Regions from separate parts of the Mus musculus genome. Here all the other regions are linked to region 6. A link is a contact called in public Hi-C, HiChIP or PLAC-seq and promoter capture Hi-C data. All regions are on one chromosome and are shown on one strand. Each heading gives the region's core, a stretch centred on a gene start, on an enhancer-like site or on the middle of the called end of the contact. The rest is flanking DNA. Distances are from core to core; before and after follow the strand shown. Region 1 overlaps Lpcat3 (lysophosphatidylcholine acyltransferase 3). Region 2 holds the start of Clstn3 (calsyntenin 3). Region 3 holds the start of Usp18 (ubiquitin specific peptidase 18). Region 4 holds the start of Gnb3 (guanine nucleotide binding protein (G protein), beta 3). Region 5 holds the start of Phb2 (prohibitin 2). Region 6 holds the start of Necap1 (NECAP endocytosis associated 1). Region 7 holds the start of Atn1 (atrophin 1).

Region 1 (3,237 bases), core at 433-2,932, 1.8 Mb before region 6:
CTACAGCCTAGATAGGCCTTCTACTTGTTCGCCTTACCCCAGAGTGTCTTCGTCACCAGTTCTGTGTTACACGGAAACGCAGAGTTCCCGTTTTTGTTTATTTGTTTTGACCCGAGGTCTCTCTATGTAGCTCTGCTGTTCTGGAACTTACCATGTAGACCACACTGGCCTCAAACTCACAGAGATCCTCCTGCCTCTGCCTCCTGAGTGCTGGGATTGAAGGCATGCGCCACCATGCTTGGTTCCTTGTAATTGTTTTTATATAGCCTAGGCTGGCCTGGAACTCACTTTCTTGCTTTGATTCCCCAGGACTACATAAACCAGACGTGGTGGTCACAGACCTGAAATCCCAGCCTTGGGATGGAGAGGAGGAGGATCAGGAATTCAAGGACATTTCTGGCTTTATAGCAAGTGAGAGGCCAGTCTGCTGCATGAAAACGCACCTCAAAACCAAACAAACAAAACCTCAAACTTTTTACTCTAAAAAAATATATTATTGTATATAAGTGTGTGTGTGTGTGTGTGTGTGTGTGTGTATGCACACGTGTGTACAGCCAGTGTTTGGAATCAAATAGCAACTTTGGAGTTTGCTCTCTTCCACCATTATACAGGTCCTGGGGATTGAATTCAGGTAGGAGGCTGAGGCAGAAGATTCTAATTGTCTGGGAGAGCTCACAAATTCTGGATAGGGGCTGGTGAGATGGCTCAGTGGGTAAGAGTACAGGACTGCTCCTCCAAAGGTCCGGAGTTCAAATCCCAGCAAACACATGGTGGCTCACAACCATCTATAATGAGATCTGATGCCCTCTTCTGGTGTGTCTGAAGACAGCTACAGTATACTTACATATAATAAATAAATAAATCTTTAAAAAAAATTCTGGATAGATAGAATTAATCTTTTTGAGTACTAAAACCTTTAAGCATGTGAGATGTACCAAAAGTAAAGAACACAATGCATTTCTCTGTCCTCTTCAGTTGAAGAGAATTTAAAATTTTCTTTTTTAAGGATGGGGTCTAGTGTATGCCAGATTGCCTGAATTAGCTTTATAGCTGAGGCTGGCCTTTAATCCCTAACCCCGCTCCCACCTCCCACGCCTGGGCCACACCCAGGGTTTGTACTCTCCCAGCCCTAATTTAACATTTCTCGATAATACTGGACCTTGCTATTTCAGGAGAGCCACGCTGTCTTCCTGCCCTTTGGGGTGTGGGAAGCTGCCTCAACTCTGCAGGACCTACACTGCCCTGAATTCTGAGTTCTTGTGTTCACGGCTTACGTTTTTCCTGTCTTTTCCCTTGCTATTTTGGGGTCAAGGGTCACGTCTTGAGCTTTCAACAGGCCAGCCAAGCCTAGATCCTTCCCCGATTTCTAACTTACCAGGGAATTTAGAAAGCATAATTTTATAAGACCAAGAAAGCAGACATGGCAGGAGCCAGGGTCTCGGGCGTGCTCCTGCAGACGCTGTACAGGCCAGCTAGCTTTGGTTCTGGCTGCTGCAGGGGACCTGGCTTGGGAAGTTGGGAGGAGTGCAGGTTGCATGGTCCCACTCAGGTCAGTATAGCGCAGACTGGGGAGTATGTGAGAAGCTGAAGTACAGGCAGGAAAATCAAAAGAACAGAGAAAGCGGGGTTACCCAGAACACCGAGACCACAAGAGGTGAGGGCAAAGCTTGCTCGGAAGTTGCCAAGGGAAGGAGGGGACAAACTGTGCTGGGTGAGTTGCTGTGACAACCCCGGCCCATGGTGGGTATGTAAACACTGAACCTTGCTCTTGGCAGCTGCCCAGCTCAGCAGGCTTGGCAGCCTGGCAGCTAGGTCACCCCTTCAGGGAGAAGCTGTTTTTAGGGAGAGTGGTGCCCTACAAGCTATTTCCAAGTCTTAATTCTTTCTTTGTGGGAACTGGTGCTTGATAAGAGTGGCAACCATCACCTACGAATCGTCAAGAACACCAAGCACCGTGACACGTGCACCTGCTTGCACACCAGAGTCTAACCGGAAGGCCATGTACTTTAAAAATGAGCTGCACACAAGTCTACGAGCAGTAGGCCTCAGTACCACTAAAACCCTAACAATGGCCCTGGGAATGGAATCCTGAGCTTGACAGGCCACTGGCTTTTGTTTAATCTCACCAAACAGGTTTTAATATCGGTGGTCAGAGGATCTGAGAACCTGTGGTAGAACTCAGTCTTCCTCCTTTCTGATTGCTGAAGGAGGTTATCGCTGGTGAAGCATCGGGGCCCTAGGTCAAGGATCCTGTTAGAACAGGGCTCGTTCTAAGGAGAGCAAAGTCCAGGATGTGCTGTGTACTGACGGGCTGCAGCTAGGGGCAGGGACTCCAGGTTCAGCGGGTTAACAGCACAGTGAGACTATTCCCTGGGGTCTCTGTGCTTCTCACTGAGTTGTGTTTGGGACCGGGGACGTCACACTGCCTGTGTTAGTGTTAGCTCCTTATTTCCTGTACACTTGTACAATTACTCATTAATCTTGAAGTTGAGGGGCGTGCTGCTTCACTTGAAGAAAACAGAAGTGAACTGTTTTCATTAAAATATGATACATCCCCTTAGCCTTTCATCCCGTTAGCCATTTACGAACTCTGCAGGAATACGATATGGCCCCACTTGGTCAGGCAGCAGACCGAAGGACCTGGGTCAGAGAGTAAGCTATGCTTGTCCAATGTGAGGAAGAAGGAGGAATTCCAAGTGCTATGTGCTGAACCAGCTGTTGATATCAATTCTACAGCACACCCTACCTCCCGCCCACCCATGTCGGGGACTGAACTAGGGCCTCACATGCTAGGCAAGTGCTGAACTTCCCCACACTCCCACTGAAGACTCTTTTTCTGGCTCCTAAAAGTTTCAAGCTTGTTTCTCTAATTTTGCTGTATTGCCTCTGTGAAAACTCCGTGATGCTCACACAACTTAATATGATCTTTATGCCAAACTACGCCAGCACTAACTTTCCCTAGGTTAGTCCTGTGTCCCCTGGGTCCTCCCTGGATATTTTTAGTATGACATTTTGTACTCTCTCAAATGCTGTATAACTAAAGCTGATTTTCTACCTAAATCAGCCTTCTCTTGCCTTCTTTGTTAATTACAATTATGATAATTATGCTTTTTAAAGATGATTTATCTTATACAGTGTTTTGTCCACATGTATGAATGTGCACATGTATGTGCTTCATACTCATGGAGGCCGGAAGAGGAATGTCCCATCCCTGATACTGGAGTTACAGACAGTTAT
Region 2 (3,446 bases), core at 243-2,742, 1.6 Mb before region 6:
AATAAAAAAAATTGAAAAAAAAAAGTCTAAAGCCTAAAACCCCAAGAAATTCCAAGATTATAAGGCCTTGAATACATTTTTAAAATAAATTATTTAGAATATATATATATATATATATATAAAGAGATGCAGCCCCACTCTGCCCCGCTGCAGTGATGGGCTCTGGTCTGCTGTGTGTAGCCCTGGAGCGACTGAGACTTAACAAAGTCATTCCTGGCTTCAGCTTTTTCTGTGGAATGACCTTAGAGCTGTCTGTCATTCAGAACTTGAGCTTTCTGAGTGTCAGTCTTGGCCTCCGAGTCATTTCGGTCAGGTTTGGGAACCCCGAGGGACGGGCTTCCACTGGAGGCTGCTGTGGCAGGCAGTGTGTGGAGCAGCTGTGAGTTCTGGCTTTATTCTTAGACTGAGAGGAAGGGGAGGGAGGGGGCATTCAGAGGTGTGAGTTGGGAGTGAGGACCGCCACAGGAGACAGGAGCCACAGTACTAAAGGCCTGGACTCTAGGCCTTCACAGCTCTTCCCCTGCCCCCTTACCATTGGCTGAATATGGTTCTTAAACGGGTGTTCTTGGTCTTCTGGGGCATGTTTGGGGAGGCAGAGGAAATGACCATCAGTGAGGGATGAGTTCAAGGGAAGGCTGAAGATTTTATACTCTTTGATTTGGGACCCAGGGTTTCCCTCTCAGTTCCGAGTCCTGGATACCATCAGCCCTCAGCCAAGGCACATCCTAACGGCTTGGAGGATATTGAAATCATTGTGTACCATGTCTGCAGCTGCCCACTTGCCTCCCAAACTGACCAATGATGTGGGGCAGCTCGATCACAGTTTAAGGTGGGGAAATCAGGGACTGTAAGCAGTAAGAAAAGACGATCTCAGATGCAGATGAACTGCCCTTCCAGGAGCGTGTGTGGAAAGGGCTGCCGGGAGTCCTTCCTCTTCCTCACCTAGGGCTCTTGTCATAGGTTTTTTTTTTTGTTGTTGTTGTTGTTTTTTTTTTTTTTTGTCTGTCTATCTGTCCGTTAGGTTTTTCTGGCCCTCCGCTGTCGCCCACAGGGCCCTGAGTTGGAACTGAAATGCTAGAATTTCCTACTCGAGGTTTTGCCTCCAGGTTTCCAGAAAGCACGCAGCAGGGACTAGCTAATGGAATGGGCTGTGGAAAGAGGTTAATGCAGAATTGGGGGTGGGTGACGTGGATACTGCCTCTCTTGGCCACCCCCAAGGCTCTTGACGTCTCTGTCTCACCCTACCTCCTGCCTTTCGGCTAGGTCTTCTGATATCCTTCGTATCTTCTACCCACTCCATGGCTTTCCTGCTTCCTCTCTAGCCCCCGCAGTTCCTCTGCTCCCCCAAACTGCAGCCAGGGGAAAAAGCCCTAACACATTCTCCCGCCCCTGCTCCCCAGTCGCATTGGTTCCCTACCCCCCCTTGCAGCACCTGGTGCCCTCAGTCTTCTAATTGGCCAGCGGCCCCATCAATCCTTGCCTGGCTGTGCTGACGTCATCCTGCAGTAGCGGGGATGGGGTGGGAGTGAGAGAGAGATAGAGAGAGCAAGCGAGAGTGAGGACGCTGGGCTGGAGACTGAAGAGAGAAGCTACTGCAAGTCCCCCATCTCAGCCACCCAGCGGGTCTGAACACATCTGCTATATGGACTAGAGTGGTCGGCAGGCTCCTTTCCGATCTTGTCCCCCTGCCCTTCCCTCGTAGTCTCTGCATTTCTCCCCCAAGGTGGCATTAGCAGGCTTGAGGCTCCCAGGGGATAGGAACGCCTGGCCTGGCGTGCTTAGCACCGCACCATGACCCTCCTGCTGGTGTCCCTTTTGCTGGCCTCTCTGCTTCAAATCAGCTCTGGCAACAAAGGTGAGATAGACGGGGATGGGAGCCTCTGAACTGGGGCGTCAGGCTGAGCAATATGGGGGTAAGGAGGGAAGGGGATGTTCAGGCTCTCTGGTGTCCGAGACAGGTGTCCTTTCCTTTCTCACCACCCCCTTTCCATCCTTTTTTCAGACTGGCTCTCACTTCCAAGGGCCAGCTCCTCCTCGCTGGTCCATCTCTACATGTGCTTGCCTAACATCCTGCTTGTATATCTGTTCCCACCTGGGGTCTCTCTGCCCCCTCCCCCAACCCTTCCATGCTGGTAGATACCTCCTGTCTCAAAGGGACTTGCTCCCCGAGGGTGACATTCCCTCAGGTTCCGTTTCACTGGGTGTTCATGCATACTAAGGGTGTGTGGCAGATCCATCTGGCTGTCTTCATCCCTTCCTGGGGAGAAACTGTGTACCGCAGCTCAGTAATTCCGAGCACGTATGTATTTTCGTGTCTCTCTGCATCCATACCCTTCTGCCTGCATCCGCTGGGTTGTGGGTTACCACAGCTGCCCTCTCTGGCAGAGAGCAGATAAATTCAACTGGGTGAGACTGTCAGAGGGAAGGGGAGGTTGGGGCCAGGGGCCGAGGGTTCAGGTAGGTAGAGGGGACAGAGAAAGTCTGAAAAGGGAAGAAAAGGGTGTGTGTGGAGGGGTGCTCCAGGAAGGAGGTGAGAAGGGAATCTGAGGAGGGAAGGGGAGGTGAGGAGTGGGAATAAGAAGTGGATCAGAAAGGAGGAAGGTAGAGGCAGAAGGAGGAAAGGAGAGAAGTGGGGGAGGAGGAAATCAAGGAAGAGCCAGGAAGCAAAGAAGGGATGAAGAACGGATATAGGGCAGCAGGTAGACATAAGACAGGGGTAGGAAGGAGGGCTCATTTGGTAAGGGCATAAAGACAGGGTTGTAGGGTGCCTGGCTCGGCCCTTGGTACCCTCTGCTCTTCTGTCTGCTGTCTCCCATGTCTGGCTGGAGCTCCTACCTCAGGGTGGTCCTCCTGGCTCTCAGGCTTCTTCTCACTTCCTGCTCGGCCTCCCATACACCATCTCGAGGCCTTCATTAAGGGAGAGGGTTACGGTGGTCATCCCCACGAAATGGAGAGGCCTGCAGATACCAGGATGTTGGTTGGGCTGTGGTTATGGGAATGGACAGAAATCAAAATTTCTTGCTCATCATGAGACACTGGGGTGAGAGCCCTCTGGTGACTCAGTTTCTCTCTGATGATCTATCCTCCCCTCTCCATGTCTGCCTTTGGGAACATGGATGGGGGGCATAGTGGAGTTAGGTGGAGCAAGTGGTGGAGGTTGGTTCTAGGGATGTATGTTTTCCCTATGACATCTCGAGAGCTTGAAGGAAGTTGATCCTGGGGAAGAGACCCTCCTTGAGAGGAGTCTGGTAGGAGACAGTGTGATGTGGAATAGGCAAAATTAGGGTTCAGACAGGTCTGTGGGGGAGCACGGGGTGTGGAGATCCCGAGAGGACCTAGAATGTACCGGTTATGATTGTATTCTCTTGGGTGTGGGGATGGGAAGGGAGGGATTTGCTGTGTTTCTAGGCCAGCTCCATAATCCCTTAGGATGGGTCCAGGCACAG
Region 3 (3,259 bases), core at 276-2,775, 1.6 Mb after region 6:
GGGATTTCTAAAGGTATGAACTACTGCTCTGGGCGTTGCCTTCATTCTTAACAATCTGCTCGCCTCTTCTGAGCTATGGTGCTGTAACAGACAAAATCAGATCTCTCCAGAGGAAACCCAGACTAACACACTACTTGGGGCTCCTCTGGCCGGTGTGGGATGATATGCATTAGCCTGTCCTTAGACATGCCCTCAGCCTGGAGATGCTGATACACCTTTCATGTGCCCATTGGGGCTCTGGCCACAGCCCAGTCACATGATACACTCAATTGGGAGACAACGTGATTTTCTTCCTTATAAACATCATGTTGCGTAAAAGTGCCAAGACCATGAAGCACGGTTTTCCAGAGTGAAAAAAGAAGAAGAAAAAGAGAGAGAGAGAGCAAGCAAAAAGCTCTCTCTCTTTTTAAAGTCTTCTGCTAGTGCGTAGTGAGTCAGAAGGGAGCATACACCTCATCTGCTACGCCACTTTCTGCCCAGTTAGTTCTTATGAACAAAGGAGGTGACGGTATTCAAACACACAAAGGACACTTCACAGGAAACATTCTAAAAATGTTCTGAAATATTTGCCTCACTTTTTGAGTTAATTCTAAAGATATTAAGTATGAAGTTAAGTTGTAATTTTGAAACACCACAAACTTGGACTTCCAGGGGAGTTGGGGGAGGTTGTGTTTTTTTGTTTGTTTGGTTTTTGTTGTTGTTTTTTCTTAAAGGTATATTTAGCTTTCTTTACAGAAGATGGAAAAACAGGCCAGGGAACAGGTCTAAAGCACCCTGACTTATGATACTGGACAAAAATCTCTCCGGTTTCTCAGTCCGCTGGTTTCTATTTTAGGAGTTTCTCCTAACGTGTGACTGAGTATTTGCACAAGAGCATAAAAATGATATTTGTTGATAAAACGTCTATCCCAGGAAAAACAGGACCGAACCTAAATGTCCATGAATTATTTAACTAAATCCGCACTTCTCATACAACGCATCAGTTAAAATACTGGTCTAGAAAGGCACAGAACAAGAAGCAAGACACAGAGCAATGTTAAAGATATCCATTAGAAATGTTTCTGATAAAGTATACATAAAAATGATACTGAGTTGCAAATTAAGAGAAACAACTCTACACATCTGTCTGCATTGTTTGAATTTTTAACAAGCCACTTTGGTAATTACTTTTTTAAATTAAACATAAATCACGACTACAGTCTGAATAATATAAATGCTTGGGAAGCAAATCCATTGGCCCAGTATATACATGCCAAGAATACAGACCGCCACTATTTGCAGAACCCAAGGAAATTCCTAATCATCTGGAGATGTATAAGCAAAGTTCTGGCGGATAAAGGACACTTTCAAAGTTAGCCCCAAACTTGCCTCAAGCACGGAGTCAAGCCAAAGAGCGAAGACCGAGCAGCATCTGCAAAGGGCTACAGAAGAGGACGCGGCACCGCGGAGCAGAGCAGTCTTGCTGCCTCCCAGCCTCTCAGCTCAGGAGTGTCTGCTGTCCCCTAGGCACAGCCGCCCTGGCACTGCCGGCCAAGCCTTCTGCACGCCTGGCCACGCCCCCCTCACCGCCAAGCTTTCGTTTTCCCCTAGATCCAAAGGAAAGCGAAACTCAGGCACCGGGCGGGCGGGCGGAGCGGTTGTACGCGCCCCTACAGAACCCGCAGTCCAGTCGCCTACACCAGGACACGACAAGCCGGACCTGGCCCGGTAACTCCTGGATACGCTCTCTTTTTTCATCTGCAATGTTAAGATTGGAAATACTCCCAGTTGCTGTACCTTCTGCTCTGAAAGCCAGCAGCAGATAACTCCCTTGCTGAGGCTGTCCCCAGGGGGTAAGGAGACAGCGATAACATTTACTTCATCTCTGTTAATTGCCAGGCTTATCCTTAAACACTGAAGATAAGTTTATCTGCACAATGTTCTTTTGTGCCTCTACGTTTAACCCCAATTCTATAGGATAAAATGTTTTTATTTTATCAAAGAGGTTATGACTAACTCAGGACGACAAATGGCTAAGTGCTGAAAGCAACATTCTAACGGGACCTCTGACCAGTCCCACCATTTGTGGAAAATAGCAGACCATTGCAGTTAGCACACGAGGTGGCCATGAAGGTACAGCTCTGCGAGGAACAAATACAGTCTAAGCCGAGCCGGGTTTGGAGGCTCTGGGATGTACATACATGAAATGCTTGCTAGCTCTTTACAGATGTATCTTGTATATGAGGCTATAAGTTGAGGGAGAGGGGGATCTGTTAGCTGCTGGGCTAGTCAGAATGAGGTTTCCCCATGCGCTTGTTCTGAGAGGGGTCCTCCACTCCCTACCCCCAGCACTGGACAAAGATGACAGAGAGATACATACCCCTAATCGAAAGCTACCAGGACTTTATGAAATCTGGAAGAGTCTATATTCTGTTTTGCTATTGTAGTTCAACGTAAGATATACAAATATGTCTGCCTGCCTATAGTGTGTGTGTGTGTGTGTGTGTGTGTGTGTGTGTGTGTGTGTGTGTGTGTGTGTGTGTGAAGCATGAGTTATACACAGCTGTTGAAAATAAACCAAGATGTCCATGTTTGGAAATAGAAAGTGGGGTATGGCCCTCAGGGTAAAACAAAGTCTCTTGATCAGTGGTTGAGGTAGACAATGTGGCATCTGCACATATCATGGACAAATACATTAAGTCTCCAATACATTTGCAAATCAATCAATTATGTGACCAGCTTCTTCCTCTTCTTCTTCTTCTTCTTCTTCTTCTTCTTCTTCTCCTTCTTCTTCTTCTTCTATCTGTTTGGTTGTATCCAAAAACAGGAACATCAAAAACTGGTGGGGGGGGGGGGGAGGATGAAAAGAGGATGTTATAAAATGTGATAGTTTGATCAATATATCGTACCTGTAGAGTTCTAGGGAACAAACTGTATTTGTTCCCAGTGGTGATTAGCAAACAGCTCCTTATAGCCAAGCAACTTTTTTTTCCCAACCCTGCTTGTTCAGTGAAGCAAGTGATTGGCATTTGTACCAGTACGGAGTGGACTAGTGTCAATCATGGACAGGAGATACCTAGATGATGCAAGAACCCATTATAACTCCTAGTAGGACTCTCCATGCTCTTACCCCTGGTCTCTCCTTGCCTTTCAGAAAAGTTCAGGGCTCTAACCAGGTGGTAGACTGAGCTGGTAAGCATTCCTGAAGTAGATTCCAGCAGTGCCCCACAGTGACCCAGGATGGTGGTTTGGTGGAGAGACAATATGCCCACCACCCATG
Region 4 (3,674 bases), core at 498-2,997, 2.0 Mb before region 6:
TCACTGGAGAAGTTTGTGAGTGGGTGAGACCCCCAGCAAAGCGCTTGGGTGACTGAGATAGCCCAGGGGTGGTCACTGGAGAAGTTTGTGAGTGGGTGAGACCCCCAGCAAAGCTTGGGTGACTGAGATAGCCCAGGAGAGGTGGATAAAGGAGACTGAACCACACTTCTCCCCATTCCCAGGAGTGGACAGAAGCCAAAGAGCTGCTGCAGGAGGAAGAGGAGGAAGAAGAGGAGGAAGACATTCTCAGCAGAGACCCTTCCCCAGAACCCCCAAGTCACAAGCTTCAGCGAGTCCAGGAGAAAGCTGGGAAGCCCCGCCGGGTCCGGGTCCGAGAGGAACTGTGAATGGCTGAGCCTGCTTCTCAGGATCAGGCCACTCAACTTGGGAAGGAACTGATGAGAAGGCTCTGGAGGATATCAGGAACATAGTAGCATGCCAAGTCTACCATCTCGGGGACTTACAAGGGCTACCAGACCCTGGACTCACAAGCTTGCTACACAGACTTAGCCTACAGCACATCAGGCCCGGGAGCCAGGTCTGGCCCCAGCTGAGGGACCTGCAAGGTCCCCAGGACAGACAAAAATCACTATGCCTCCCTGAAAGGCAGGCATGTGGAGGAGTGCAGAGCAACTGCTTCTAATAAGAAACACACAGAGGGGCTGGAGAGATGGCTCAGCGGTTAAGAGCACTGACTGCTCTTCTGAGGTCCAGAGTTCAAATCCCAGCAACCACATGGTGGCTCACAACCATCCGTAATGAGATCTGGCGCCCTCTTCTGGGGCGTCTGAGGACAGCAACAGTGTACTTACATATAATAAATAAATAAATCTTTAAAAAAAGAAAAAGAAAAGAAAAGAAACACACAGAGGAGACAGTCCCATCCTCTCCCAACCTGTGCAATAAATAATGATCATGAGGCTCTCCAGCCAAGGCCTGGTCTGCTCTATCCCAGTTTTGGTGGCTGCTGGAGGTGGGGTTGGTTAGAACTGGCCTGGGTGGGGACAGGTGGTGTCTTGGGGCCTCTCAGAGGTGGAGCCATGACAGCCCAGTGATTTGTCAGGGAAATCTCAGCCACCTGCTGCTTCATGCAAATAGACCCCCCCCGCACCCCCCCTCCCGGTGCCCCATCGCCGCTGCCACCACCACCACTGCCACTGCCACAGCCACAGCTGCTCCGTGAGCCTCCAACTCTAAGCCATGCCATCCCTCCCTCTGGCTCCTATCTTCACAGTCCACTAAGACCCTGGGAGTCATGTGTGGATGCATGAGGACAGACCCCAGCCGAGAAGCAGGACACAGAGCTCTGTTCTCTTTTGTAGTCATTTCTTTGCCCACAACACAGGGGCACATGGGCCCAGCTCCCCCCACCCCCATCTCCCTGTCAACTCCCCCAACTAGGATCAGGCCCAAGGGCAGCTGGTCGGGGCTTGTCGAGAAAAGGGATTATCCTGCTCAGCCCATCTAATCTCAGCTTCTGCTTGGACCCTCCCCACCCCTCCCCACAGCCCTCAACGAGGAAGCATGGTTTGTAGTGTTGACAACAGGGTCATCTGTCACCCTCCTGTTCTGGCTCCTGGCCCGCTTGCTGAACAAGGCCAAGATCATGACCACAGGTTGGGGCTAGGGCCTGGGGAGGTCACTGGAGCTATGACTGCTCCTGTTCTACTTCCCCAAACGCAACCAGTAATCCTCACGGCTTGTCTCTGATCCGTGGGCTGATGCTCTTATCTCTGCTGGCGGACTGACCGTGGAAGCACCCCTCTATCCCCACCCCCCTTCTTGTGGCTGCATAAGAGGGGTGCTGCTCTTCTCTGGTCCACGGGCCTGTTTCCCACCCCTCCAGGCTGACCTGTCTCTGGAAGCCACATACCTCCCCTCCCTGGCCTCTCCCCCACCCCTGCCAGCTGATTTCATTTGCCTGGCGTGGTTGTTGCTGGCCTTACCCTTCCCTGTCATTCCCCCCTCCCTCTCAGTCAGGGCCAGGCCAGGCCAGCTCCTCTGGCAGCAGAGGGGGGCAGGTGACAGGCAGGCATCGCAGCTGAGACAGTGAGGAGGCGCCCGGGAAGCGGAAACCTGGGAGAAGTCCAGCCAGAGCCCAAGTAAGAGGGAGCTGGCCGGCTCTACCCTCTGGGATCGGGGGCCCATGGGGAGGGCTCAGGCAGGGCTGGGGTTGATACCCAGGAGGGAGAGCCCCCCATCACAGGAGTAGGGCAGGATGGAAAGAACAGAAACATGGTCTGACGGGGACCTATTTCATGTCCCTGGCAGGAGCCGGAACTACCCCTCGACCTGTGCACCATGGGGGAGATGGAGCAGCTGAGGCAGGAGGCGGAGCAACTCAAGAAGCAGATTGCTGTAACCCCAGAGCCCTCGTCCTGGGGACCTTGGAGAACAGAACTCAGGACACGTGGGAGTGTGGCCTGGGAGGGATTGGGTTCACTCTTGGGTGACACTTTAGACACCTCTCATCTAGAAGGGTTCAGAGACTTTAAATCCAGACCTCACATTTGAAACCACCTCCCAACTGCAGAGCCCCATGCCCTCCCATATGTGAGGCGCATATGCATGCCCCCTGCCCTAGCACAGCCTCCCTGATGCCCACTTTCCCCGCAGGATGCCAGGAAAGCCTGTGCGGACATCACTCTGGCTGAGGTGAGACCTTCTGCCCATCTGAGGCAGGGCATGATAGGAGGGGAGGGGACTGAGCAAGGACTTCAGGACCAGCAACATATTGCTGCCTGAGCTTTTAGCACATCCTGTCCTTGAAGGGAGGAAAGACATTCATGAATTAATTCAACAAACATCCATTAAGATCTGCTCTGGGCCAGCCATTATATTGGATACGGAAGACATAGACTGGCCTTCACCCTGAACAGTGATGGGGGTAGGGCGAGCAGGACTTCTCTTAGACTCAAACTGGCAGCTGTCTAAAGTGACATTTCATTGATTTTAAGATGCATGCTTTCTCACAGAGCTTTCTAAAGTCGAGATGCATCTAACAATACATGATACCTTGTTAGCCTATTGTTTCTTTCTTCGTGATACACAAACTACTACTGTTTCTTAGAATTGATAGCCCAAGCCATGTCAGGTGGCACAGACTTGTAATCTAGCTAGGCTGAGGTAGGAGTGAAAACTCACAGCATACCTGAGCTGCGGGGTGGATTTAAGACTAGCCTGGCTCAAAATAAAAAGTAAAAAAGTTGAGTTATGAGAAAAATTTCAAAAAGGAAGGCATGAAGTTGTGTGGGGGTAGGAGGTAAAGGGTGGACGTGGGAGGAGTTAGGAGGAATGGGGCAGATATGACCAAAATGCCTGTGTGAAATTACCAATGAATAGAAATATTATGTTAAAAAAGAAAAAAAGCAGAAAGGGTCTGGGGATATATTTTAGTGCTGGAATTCTTAGCTATCATACTGAGGCCCTAGTTCAATCTACAGTACTAAGGGGAAAAAAGATAAACAGAATCGGTTGTATTAAATATGTACATAAGAGTAAGCATTATGAGAAAGGCACTGGGCTAGACGCTTAACTACATAATTCTACATGATTTCCATGGCAACTCTGAGATAAAAGGCTCAGGGAAAGGTGTGTGTAACAATTTGCTGAAGGTGACAAAGTACCGCAGACCGAGTCTGCAGACTCCTCAGGCTTGGTAGCTAGGAGGCTGC
Region 5 (3,674 bases), core at 904-3,403, 1.8 Mb before region 6:
CACAGCTTTCCCACAGTCCATGCAGCTAAGGATAACCTTAAACCCCTGATCCCCTTGCCTCTACCTCGAGTGCTAGGATTACAGGCATGTGCCACACCTGGTTTAAGCAATGCTTGAGAATAAAACCAGGGCTTGTGCATGTTAGGCAAGTACATATCAACTGAACTACAGATCCGTCCCACCCCATCCCGAAATACCTTCTTTCAGTACCCAGTAACCCTGACCAAGGAGAGACACAGGCTGCCGCCGTGCAGACAGTGATAGGAGTCAGACCTGAGCCCGCTGGGTGATCAGCTGCGAGGCATTGAACTTGGCCACCACACTCTTGAGCACCTCATTAACAATGGACGGCAGCACTCGCTCCTCATAGTCCAGCCCTAGACGCTGGTACATGCTGGGGAGCTCCTGGGCATTGGGTCGGGACAGCACACGCAGGGAGATGTTCACCATCTGCAGGTCTGAGGGAAGAGGTCAGCAGTGGCCGCCGGGTAAGGCCAAATTCCCCCTTTTCCAGCGCTTTCTCCTAGGAGTGCTTCCCACCATGCCTAGTGTTACTGTACAGCCTAGCACTCCAGCAGGAAGATAGTCATGTCAACACAGAGCATGTGAACAACATGGATGGGCGAGGCAGACCCTTGTTTACTGTGGAATCTTTTCTATGGACCTTCCACCAGTACAGCTATTTTTTTTTTTTTTTAATAAATTGCTACTCCTCCTCCAAAGTGGATTCCACCAAGCAGCATAATCTTGGGTTTCCCCCTTGCCATTAGGGCCTTGAGAACCAGAACTGTGTTTTATTTCCAAGGCCTATGGCTTAGCAAACGCATAAACCACACACACCACAAACAGCAACAGAGAAGCACACTTCTGTGGGCTACTTGCCTCGGTGTGTACATGGGAATGAGGCCCAGGCTTGGGGAATCTCAAAGGCAGGCCTTCTAACTATGGTCTACAGGGCAACAGCTAGTGAAGAGTGGGGGCACTTTCTCCAGAGCAAGGTGTACTGTGGATGTAATCAACAAATCAACAGAAAAAAAAAAAGGCCTTAAAAACAGACTTGGACCTAGGCAGCCAGGAAGAAAGGCAACTCTTATCCCTTTTATGCTAGGCAGAAGGTAACGTTAAAACGTGCATGCATGCCAAGTACTGGAATGCACCGTTTTTTGAACCGTGAGGCATGGCTCTTTTGCAGACGTAGAAACCAAGACCTCAGAAACACAACCAATTCTGGCAGCCTGGCCAGGCTCATTTTACATTTGTTTCCCCACGTGCCCTGAGGCTCCCAGTTGCCCACGTTTACCTTTGGAGCCTGTGGGGGAGGAGATTTTTCGAGGTCTGGCCCGAATGTCATAGATGATGGGGTACTGGAACCAGGGGATCCTGGAGAGGAGAGGTCATGGACAGGAGTTGGGAAACTGCAGTTTTATTGATTTTGATGGTTCCCCTCACCACTCGTCCTTGGGCCTGTTCCTCCCCACGACCACAAGGACTCTTCCCAGTCGAGAACAGCCCTTTATGCATTGCTGGAGTTTCAGGCAGCCACTGTCCTCAAGAGCAGGCGTGAGGAAGGGGTAAAGCAGCTCCGAATTGTTAAGTCTGGCTGCAGCCGTCAAGGGTGAAGGGTCAGGGCCTGTTCGCTCTGCCCGCCATTACCTGAAGTGAAGGCCTTCGGCCAGGATCGTGTCCTGCTGCACGCCACCAATACGATTAAAAAAGATGGCTCTATGACCGCCTTCCACTGCGGAGAGAGGGGTGGGAGTCAGGGCAGGCTACTGGCCCGAGTGCTGGTCAGCGTAGGTGGGACGGGGACACCTGGGGGATAGCAGGACCGTGGGTCTGGGGACCGCAACGTCCGGCCAGCGGAAGGAGGCTGCTCACCGGTGAACACGGATTCGCGGACGCCGTAGGCCACCGCCCCGGCCCCCAGCAGCAGCTTCAGCGCCGTGCCCATGCCCCGAGGCCCGGCGGGCAGGCGTCCAGCTAAGTCCTTCAAGTTCTGGGCCATGTCTGATCCTCCCGAAGGCGGCGGCGGCGGCACCAGCGGTCAGGAGGGGGTGCCCGCCAGCCTCTGCCCCGCTCCAGCTTACAGACCTCGCCTTGCACACGAGGATCGGCGGCCTTAGAGCTCGCGGGAGAAAGGGCACCGGAAGTGCGCCTCCCTCCGGACCCGCCCCCCTCCGCCCGGGCGGCCCTGAACTCCGCGCACAGGAATGGCGCATCCGGAAGTCCCGCCTCTTGGTGGGGGGGAATGGTGTGCCCTCCCGGAGAGGCTTCCGTACGGGCATCGCCATTTTCGAGCGCCCTCTTTCAAAATGGCAGCTCGAAGGAAGTTGGCCGTGAGGACGGACGTGAAGTTCTAACTTAAGGACTTCGGTGCAACTTCCGGTCTGCCTACAAGATGTCTGCGGCCAGTGGTGGCTTCCAACCTCGTGAGCGGCGATTTTCAGTGCAGGAGCAGGACTGGGAGACTACGCCGCCTAAGAAGCTCCGGCTTGGGGCAGGAAGCAAGTGCGGAGGCCGGAGGCTCATTGTGGTGCTGGAAGGGGCCAGTCTGGAGACAGTCAAGGTAGTTTTGAACAGTGAGTGCGGAGGTAGGGAATTGATGGATCAGATTGTGTGGGAACCAGGGCCGCAGAGTGCATGGAAAAGCGGAGCCTTGAAATTTGCTCTGGAAGAATGACCTAGTTTTCCAGGCTGTTGATATCCTGGGGGTAGTCCTTTTGCTCTGGACTTTCATTTCAGCCCTCGCCTTGCTTTTAGTTGACTTATCACGGAGTCTGTGATGTATAATGCAAAATGAGGGAAGCATTGTCTATTGAGGGTTCCCACGTTTCCAAAGGCCAGTGACTTCCCCAGCCTTTTACTACCAAGGACTTGATGCTTTATTTTGTTAAATGGGGCTTGACTGGCAGCTTGTTCTGTATTTACCTATTCTGAAGTATGTCTGGATCAGATTATTTAAAAAGCCTTTGTCTTTGCTTTTTTACCCTCCCCCTTAAATATTTACTTTACCTTTATTTATGCATGCAAGTCTGCATGTGGCCATGAGCCACCTCATGAAGGTGCTAGGAACCTAACTTGAGTCTTATACAAGAAAGTTTGTGCCATCTCTCCAGCCCCCTCCTTCCTTCCTTCTTTCTTTCTTTTTTTCTTTTTGTTTTTTTGAGACAGGGTTACTCTGTATAGCCCTGGCTGTCCTGGAACTCACTTTAGACCACGATGGCCTCAAACTCAGAAATCTGCCTGCCTCTGCCTCCCGAGTGCTGGGATTAAAGGCGTGCGCCACCACCGCCCGGCTCCTTCCTTCTTTTGTATGTCTTGCCTTTCAGAGCTAAACTTGTTCAATGTGTAGGCCCAGAAGTTCCCTCCCAAACTCCTGCTCCCCTCTGTTTCTGTCTCTGTCTCTCTCTCTCACACACACACACACACACACACATTCTCTTGCTGGGTGGTGGTTTTAGGCAGTCTTGGGATGCAGTCCAGGTTGGCTTGGAACTCTCCACCTTCAGCCTCCTAAATATTAGAATATTTATAGGTGAATTTCACCATGCCAGGTCTGCCCTGGGCTTAAATTTGGTCCTTAGCCCCTTCCTAGTGACTGTGAGAAAACAAGATTGTTTTTCCTTTGTAAAGTGGTTGTGTACCTTACTAACTAAACCACACAGGATCTGGAT
Region 6 (3,296 bases), core at 726-3,225:
CCAATATCTTCTTTTTAAATGTATTATCCATGTATGTATATGTGTGTGAGCCATGCCCTAACACATATGTGGCAGGCAGAAGACAATGTGTAAAGTCACATGGATTTGGGAGATCAGATGCTGGTTTTTCAGCCCTCACAGTAAGCACTTTACCTGAGATGGGCTCCAATTTCTTTTTCCAGTGAGCATTTGCTGAGTGCCTACTAGGTGCAAGACACTATGCTGGTCCTTCCAGTCCCCACAGATACAGTTTAACAAGACTTCAGGCTATTCATTCCACCCTGGAGCTCAGAAGACTGGACAGTAAAGCAGAGATAGAGATGAACATAAAGTGCTATGGAAGTCCGCAGAGAGCTGGCCTGAACCAAAGACTCAGGTAGAGCAATGTGTAAGCTAAATCATAACGTGGTACCTGTGACTACCATCATGCTGAGTTTCAGTCATGGTCAATGTGAGATCTGAGTGGCAACTCCTTTACCAAAAGATATACAACTCGTAGGGCCCACTGCACAGGTCTGTACAAAACAACTCATCAATGATGAATGACCCTCTGGTTAGGAAGCAAAATGGAGATGTGGAGAAGGTAACTTTCCAGCAAGAGAAAAACCATGAAGGTATGTAGGTCAGAAAAGGGATACTACTAGTACTGTATTTTTATAACGATTTAGTTACCCTATACTCTTTTATTTAACTCTCAAAAAAAAACCTGTGAAGGGGTTGGGGAAATGGCTCAGTAGTTAAGAACACTTGTTGCTCCTGCAGAAGACAGGGGTTCAGTTGCCAGCACCCAGATGATGGTTCACCAACATCAGTGACTCCAGTTCCTGGAGATCTGATGTCTCACAACATCACTCTGACCTCTGTGAGCACAAGGCATACCCACTCATACAGACAGACAAAACACCCATACACATACCTCTAAAACAAATAAAAACCTGTGAGGTACACAAGACGTGCACAGTCTTCTCACGCTACTTCTCCTGTTTTACAAATGAGAACCCTTAAGGCCTGGGGAAGAAAAACATTGATTGGCTCATAAATTACACAGCTATTTAGTGTCGAGGGCTCAGACCTAAAGAGTTTTCAACACAAATCCCAGCGAATTCTCTTTGAACTCCTTAACATCCTACAACAGCCCAAAACCTCAATCACTGGATTACAAGGTTGTCAGGCCTTACAAGAGGAAAAAAAAAAAAAAAAAAAAAAAAAATGCTGCACTGACTCTGGGAAAGCTCTAAGAGAGGTGACTGGATTGATAGGAAGGCAGAAATCCCTACATAATCAATGTGTGGGGGGGAGGGGTACACACACACAAACAAAATGAAAACACGCAATAGCTCATCACTGGAATACAAGATCTTAACGTGTGCCTACTGCGCCCCCCCCCCCCAAAAAAAAAAAAAAACTAAAGGATGATGACACTTGGCGAGAATGACAACAGTATCAATTAAAATAGATCATCTAAACAGTGGACAGCAAAACTACCATTCCGGACAAGTGTCAGGCGGGATCAGAAGCGCGGGGGGAGGGGGGGGAGCGTGCCGTGTGCGTGTGCGGACGCGCGCGTGGAGGATTACAAGCCAAAGGTCGCAGCAAGAGTAACAGATGGAGCAGGCATGAATGGATTGCGGATGACGAGGAGCAGACGATGTCTCAGGGGGAGGGATGGGGAGGAGAGGTGGAAAGACGCATGACGGCAGGAAGAAAAGAAAACAAAATCAGAGTTCCAGCAAAACAGAAAAGTAGACGGAGCCGCCGGCAGCCCGGGTGGCAGGCTAACTACGGCGGCAGCGGCTCGAGCCGATGGCTGCTGCCCAAGGACACAACCGTCACCCCGGCGGGCGCCGGCTGCAAATCCCCCTGGGTACCTGTAACCGCGGTTGGAGGCCCGCGGCGGAATCCGGTAGACGCTGACGTCGGGCTTCACACACAGCACGGACTCATATTCCAGCTCTGCCGCCATCTTGGCTCCGCTAGCGCCGCGGGGGCGGGGCACGGGTGGGGGCGGGCTGAGACGCCGACGGCTTCCTTCGCGTCACTTCCGCTCGGGTACAGCTTCGAGGTTAACCTCTAGGCGGCGCAAAACCTGTTACAATCTGGAAACGCTGATGCGCCTGGCTCGCCATCTTGAGTAACGGCAAAGACAGGCTCAGTGGTAGAGCACTTGCCTGCCAAGGCCTCGGGTTGGGCTCTTTCCCCAGCGAAAAATTAAAAATAAGAATTCAGTTCTCTTTTACCTACCTTCAAACGGTAACCAGAAAAAAAAAAAAAAAAAGTCACTGAATATACGAAAACAAAACAGAGGTTGGACAAAATGAATCTCTGCTTTCTCATTCTGTTCTCATAAGCAAGTGTCCAATGCATAATCTATTAAGTGCTACCATGGGGTTGTTTTGTTTTTTTGCAATTTTGTAGGTTTTGTTGGTGACTTCTCCATATTAAAATGACTGATTACAGTGCTAAATGCTATCTAGCATCCCTCAGCATGAGTAGCCCAGCTGGCTACACATCACGATGAGTACTAAACAGCTCTATCCACAAATATGTTCTTTGTGCACTCGCAAATAAATGTAAGCTTACAACAGTGTAACTTAGAAATGTTTTAGATGGCACTGACTTCAAGTGGCAAAACCAAGTCTGATCTTATCTTGTCCCCCCCAAAACACCAGTAGCAGCCTCTTTCATTGCATTCTATCGACTGGTTGACTTTTACTTCTGATTGGTCTGCTTTGCCTAGCAAAGCCAGTTCAACAAGAATTAGACTTTAGGGTTGGTGAGATGGCTCAGTGGGTAAGAGCACCTGACTGCTCTTCCAAAGGTCTGGAGTTCAAATCCCAGCAACCACATGGTGGCTCACAACCATCCATAACGAGATCTGACTCCCTCTTCTGGAGTGTTTGAAGACAGCTACAGTGTACTTACATATAACCAATAAATAAATCTTTAAAAAAAAAAAAAAAAAAGAATTAGACTTTAATTGGCTGGTAAGGATGTAGAGACTGGCTACGGTTGCCAGGACTATAAATTGATCCAACGCTGCTTTGAAGGGACATTTAGCAGAACTCTCCAAATATTAAGTGGGTGTAGCCTTTAACAGTTCCACTAGCTTTTTGTTTGTTCATGTCTGTTTATTTGGAGACAGAGTTTCAATGTAGTCCAGGCTGGCCCTCATCTCATTATGTACTAAAGAATGACTTTGAACTTGTAATCCTCCTGCCACCATAGTACTGGAATTACAGGCATGTGTCACCACACTCTTTTCTTTTCTTTTTTTCAGTGTTTTGGATCACATCCAG
Region 7 (3,561 bases), core at 600-3,099, 1.9 Mb before region 6:
GCCTAAGGAATGGTGGTGTAAGACCTACTGGGTGGCTACTAGGCTAGCCGTTCTCCTCCCTTCCACAAAGGCAGTTTGCCCACTCAGTGTCCCCCACTCCACCCACTAGGTCTGAGCTAGGCTGGCCCCCTACAAGCTCTCTACCCCCACCTCCAAATCTGGTGAACTACTAAGGGCTCCCAATCCAGACTCCAGCTCCAGCTCTTCCGGGCTCCCAGCCTGCCTCCCTCCCTTTCTCTAGCCTTCCCAATTTCAGCTGCCAAAAATCACCCTGTCTCTAGTGTCCTTTGTCCTGAGAGATGTTGCTGCTGGTTTGGGGCCAGAGAAGGAGCCCAGAAGAAGGCACCACTGGAGTGATGGGGGTGCTGACTTCATGGCTGTAGGTTGGGCATGGCTGGCACGCTGACTGGAGAAGAGTTGGGAGGAGCATGCTGTAGTCTGTGCTGGGGACTACTTCCATATTACAATTGTTATGGGGAACCTGGGCACCCTAAAATGTATGTAGGTCCTTTCCACCTAATCCCCCACTTCATCCCTTCTGTGACCATGACCAAAGATGCTACTAGTAATGACTTCAGACTTGAGAAGGTCTAGTTCAGGAACCTCGAGAAAATGAAGGGCCCAAAAGTGAAGTGCCACCTCTTAGTTACCTCTTCCACACTAGGGCCTGGACCCCAGTCTGTCACTCCTCCAGGGTTCTCCCTCCGTCTCTAGCTCCTCTCTTTTCCCATCACTGGCCCTCCCACCACGTTGCCACAAAAGCCCTATTTATCTTGTGTTTCCTTCCAGACCTCTCTAATTCATTCTCCTCCACTTTATTTGCCAAAGGAAATAGTTCTTAGTTCGATTGGAAGTCCCCACATTCATGTTTACCAACCCAGCCCACCCCAGTCTCCCTCTAGAATAGGCATCCTCTGCCCTCCACCCCTCTTCTGAGACTTCTCATGCCTTCTCTCCCACAGAGGGATCTCCGGACTTGCCTCCAGCTTTCCTTCATCATTCCCAAATTCTTGTGGTTTGCATTCTTCTCAACACCAATCACTGCCTTAAACGCTTATCTCTTCCAGAAACACCATTCTCCTAGTACGTCTTCATCCTTTCCCGCCCAGGTCCACAAACTTCCATCGTAGGCTCTCCAAAATAGCTCCTAAACCCCTCCAGCCTCTACTTCTGGCCCTTCCTCTCCATCTTTCCAATACAGTCCCATTATCCAAATCTCTACTTCATAATTCCCCAAACTCCACCTACTTCACCCCTGCCACAGCCCCTCTTGTCCCCAAACTTCTCCAGCCTCCCCAGGTCTGCCTTCGCAGTCCACAGCCCCTCCCACCCAGCCCTCTCCCGCGCGGGGCCCGCGAGCTCCCCACGCTCTGCGCAGCGAGGCCCTCTCTCTCTGCGCCCCGGCCGGCTTCGGCCAACTCGCCCGGCGCCTCCCCTTCCCCGATCCTCCGCCCCCCGACTGCCGCGCGCTCCCTCCCTCGCGTCTCCTCCGGGCCCCTCTCTCTCCTCCGTTCCTCCGCGCTCCCTCCTTCTCCCTCTTCCTCCCTGCTCCCATCCCCCTCTCCCGAGCGCCCTCCCTCCGCCGTCCGCTTTCCTGTGCGAGTCGCCGGACGCGCCGCCCAGCCTGTCCGTCCGCCCGCAGCCCCGCGCCCGACCGGGGCCTCGGGCCAGGACGCGTTTCGGGGTGGCAGGCCTCGGGGCGGGCTAGGGGCGCGCGGCACCAGCGGCGGGAGGGTCGGGGGTCGCGGGCCTCGCCGGGACCGCGAGTGCGGGCGGAGGCGGGCGGTGCGGCGGGGGCGGGCGCGGGCGGCGCGTTCCGGGCGGGAGGGCGGGCGAGGAGCGCGAGAAGCCGATCGGGGCTGCGCGGGGAGCCGGGCATGGGGGCCGCCCTCCGGGGGGGCCGGGGCCGCCGCCGCCGCCGCCGCGGCAGCGACTGAAGCCGCGCTGTAAGGAGGGGCGGGGAGTGGCCGCCGCCGTCCCCGGGAGGCGCCGGAGCCCGACCGCACTCGCAGCCAGCCAGCCGTCCCGAGCTGCTCGCAGGTAAGGTCCGCTGCCGCCGGCCCGGGCCGCCCCGTTCCGGCCCGCGGCTCCCCGCCCCCACCCCTCCCGGTCCCCCCTCCCGCCGCCGCCTCCATTTGTTATTTTCCCGGTCGCGTTCCCTCATTGCGGGCACGACCGGGCCCGAGGCTGGGGACTCAGGGGGTGGGGCCGCCCGGAGGAGGGACGCGGGCCTGGGAGTCGCGAGCTCGGGAGGTGGGGGGAGGAGGGTTTTGGGAGGAGGGCTGACGGGGCCGAGCGTCGCCAGGACCAGAGCCTAAAGGGGAGGAACGCCGAGGTGGAGACTTGGCGGAGGTAAACCGGGGGATGCTGTGCGGGTGGTTCGCGGAGAAGGCAGGACGGATCGGAGAGATGGCAGCGAGGTGGGGCGTGAAGGCTCCAGTAACCCCACAGGCCCAGCACCGGGTTTCCAGGTTGCGGGTCTTGGGAACAGGGAAAGGGGTGTGGTAGGTGGTAAAATGAGGGTTGTAGCTGCCGAGACGGGGGATTGAACCTGGGGGGAATGGAGATGAACCGGGAGAGGCCCAGCTTTGAGAAGACCGACGTTTTTTGGGGTGGAAATGGGAAGGCCATATCTTTTGTGACTCAGTTTTCTTTCCCCCAATCCTGGTCACCTCTGACCCCGTTTTCCTAATCCCAGACCTAGTTACTTCGTGAAGGGGGGGCACTGAGTCTTGGTAGTGTGAGTCCTCCTAACACGAATAAGAAAGGCAGGGATACTGAAGGGAGAATTGGGAAGGTTGGGAGGATGGGAAAGAAGAGAAGATTGGGCAATCATATAGGCATTCCAAGGAATTGTGACCTCCACCCTCACCCCCAGAGCATTGGCTGTCCCATAGGAGGACTTCCTTACTGCCTTGATCTCAGAGATCTCTTTGTGCCTGGGGTAGGTTACCCTAAAGCTCCCTTTCCTGAAAGGTTGGAGTTGCTCTGGCAACTAAGGTGGTAATAGTGGCTGCCAGATGGACCCCTGGGATGGTCTCTTGGGGGGCACTTTTTTTTTTTATCCATTTTGTTGCCATGGTAGTGAGACAGTGGGAAGTCCAATAGGTGGGGATTCAGTATGTAGATTGGGCCTCTCTCAGCCTGTAGCTTTGTCCTTGGTGGGTCTCCGGGAGATGTTTCTGGTGTTGCCCCAAGTAGGGTTTCCTAAGGAGGCATCCCTTCTCCTCCAGAAGTCTATTGGAACAAGTAACCCTGTTGCTTGCAGGTCATTCCTGCAAGCCTCTACCTGGGTATGGTGCGAAGATGAAAATGTTGTTGTTCAAACTATATTGTCTTGGGCTGGGGGTAGCTCAGTAGCAGTGTTATTTCCTAGCATGCATACAATAGGCCCTGGGTTTGAGCTCCAGAACCAAAAACAAAATAAAAAAAAAACAACCAAGTTACATCACCGCGGGCAATTTCTGTCGGCCTCTACCACTCTTATTGTCTTATAAATGGTTGACTCTTTAAACTACTTTATCTCCTTGAATTCCTCTTTGGGTCTCTCTTCCTTCTTTG

The links. Promoter capture Hi-C pulls out the DNA fragments that hold promoters and counts their contacts. A called contact is a pair of places that touch in the nucleus more often than the background predicts. HiChIP or PLAC-seq counts read pairs in DNA pulled down with a chosen protein or histone mark.
Region 1: a contact with region 6 is called in a FOXA1 HiChIP or PLAC-seq map of pancreatic cancer cells. The contact joins the enhancer-like site here to the promoter of Necap1 in region 6. A contact is called at or near these places in 7 of 39 promoter capture datasets (the 3T3-L1 cell line, cranial neural crest, embryonic stem cells and 3 more) and 4 of 115 datasets of contacts at active chromatin or transcription factors (astrocytes, embryonic stem cells, large pre-B cells and 1 more).
Region 2: a contact with region 6 is called in an H3K27ac HiChIP or PLAC-seq map of embryonic stem cells, with 13 times the contacts expected there. The contact joins the promoter of Clstn3 here to the promoter of Necap1 in region 6. A contact is called at or near these places in 5 of 39 promoter capture datasets (cranial neural crest, embryonic stem cells, hippocampal neurons and 2 more), 6 of 115 datasets of contacts at active chromatin or transcription factors (SST interneurons, embryonic stem cells, large pre-B cells and 1 more) and 1 of 9 other capture datasets (embryonic stem cells).
Region 3: a Hi-C map of B cells shows a contact between it and region 6, with 5 read pairs. The contact joins the promoter of Usp18 here to the promoter of Necap1 in region 6. A contact is called at or near these places in 2 of 39 promoter capture datasets (hippocampal neurons and pre-B cells) and 1 of 484 Hi-C or Micro-C datasets (B cells).
Region 4: a contact with region 6 is called in a promoter capture Hi-C map of pre-B cells, with 4 times the contacts expected there. The contact joins the promoter of Gnb3 here to the promoter of Necap1 in region 6. A contact is called at or near these places in 2 of 39 promoter capture datasets (cranial neural crest and pre-B cells).
Region 5: a promoter capture Hi-C map of hippocampal neurons shows a contact between it and region 6, with 2.7 times the contacts expected there. The contact joins the promoter of Phb2 here to the promoter of Necap1 in region 6. A contact is called at or near these places in 4 of 39 promoter capture datasets (the 3T3-L1 cell line, embryonic stem cells, hippocampal neurons and 1 more), 1 of 484 Hi-C or Micro-C datasets (B cells) and 3 of 115 datasets of contacts at active chromatin or transcription factors (astrocytes, embryonic stem cells and large pre-B cells).
Region 7: a contact with region 6 is called in an H3K4me3 HiChIP or PLAC-seq map of pro-B cells, with 5 times the contacts expected there. The contact joins the promoter of Atn1 here to the promoter of Necap1 in region 6. A contact is called at or near these places in 2 of 39 promoter capture datasets (the C10 cell line and pre-B cells) and 2 of 115 datasets of contacts at active chromatin or transcription factors (large pre-B cells and pro-B cells).

The regions. Positions count from the first base shown.
Region 1 is chr6:124,692,861-124,696,097 of GRCm38.p6, reverse strand. All of the region lies in intron 1 of Lpcat3 (lysophosphatidylcholine acyltransferase 3), which reads right to left. Among named protein-coding and RNA genes, the nearest start is that of Emg1, 18 kb to the left of the region's middle. Within about 2 kb of position 1,682, at least 141 of the 459 cell types and tissues checked have an H3K27ac peak or open chromatin away from gene starts, as enhancers often do. A contact at or near this core is called in astrocytes and pancreatic cancer cells, where this site is marked.
Region 2 is chr6:124,462,830-124,466,275 of GRCm38.p6, reverse strand. Clstn3 (calsyntenin 3) reads left to right here and starts at 1,492. Exons shown (of 18, transcript NM_153508.4): 1 at 1,492-1,855. The coding sequence starts at 1,792.
Region 3 is chr6:121,244,172-121,247,430 of GRCm38.p6, reverse strand. It overlaps Usp18 (ubiquitin specific peptidase 18), which reads right to left and starts at 1,525. Exons shown (of 11, transcript NM_011909.2): 1 at 1,369-1,525.
Region 4 is chr6:124,838,348-124,842,021 of GRCm38.p6, reverse strand. It overlaps Gnb3 (guanine nucleotide binding protein (G protein), beta 3), which reads left to right and starts at 1,747. Exons shown (of 10, transcript NM_013530.1): 1 at 1,747-2,102; 2 at 2,272-2,358; 3 at 2,617-2,655. The coding sequence starts at 2,302. P3h3 (prolyl 3-hydroxylase 3) reads left to right here. Exons shown (of 15, transcript NM_013534.5): 15 at 183-933. The coding sequence ends at 347.
Region 5 is chr6:124,710,768-124,714,441 of GRCm38.p6, reverse strand. It overlaps Phb2 (prohibitin 2), which reads right to left and starts at 2,153. Exons shown (of 10, transcript NM_007531.2): 1 at 1,879-2,153; 2 at 1,654-1,738; 3 at 1,301-1,380; 4 at 274-458. The coding sequence starts at 2,005. Emg1 (EMG1 N1-specific pseudouridine methyltransferase) reads left to right here and starts at 2,264. Exons shown (of 6, transcript NM_013536.2): 1 at 2,264-2,566. The coding sequence starts at 2,399.
Region 6 is chr6:122,873,236-122,876,531 of GRCm38.p6, reverse strand. Necap1 (NECAP endocytosis associated 1) reads right to left here and starts at 1,975. Exons shown (of 8, transcript NM_026267.3): 1 at 1,869-1,975. The coding sequence starts at 1,963.
Region 7 is chr6:124,754,775-124,758,335 of GRCm38.p6, reverse strand. Atn1 (atrophin 1) reads left to right here and starts at 1,849. Exons shown (of 10, transcript NM_007881.4): 1 at 1,849-2,040.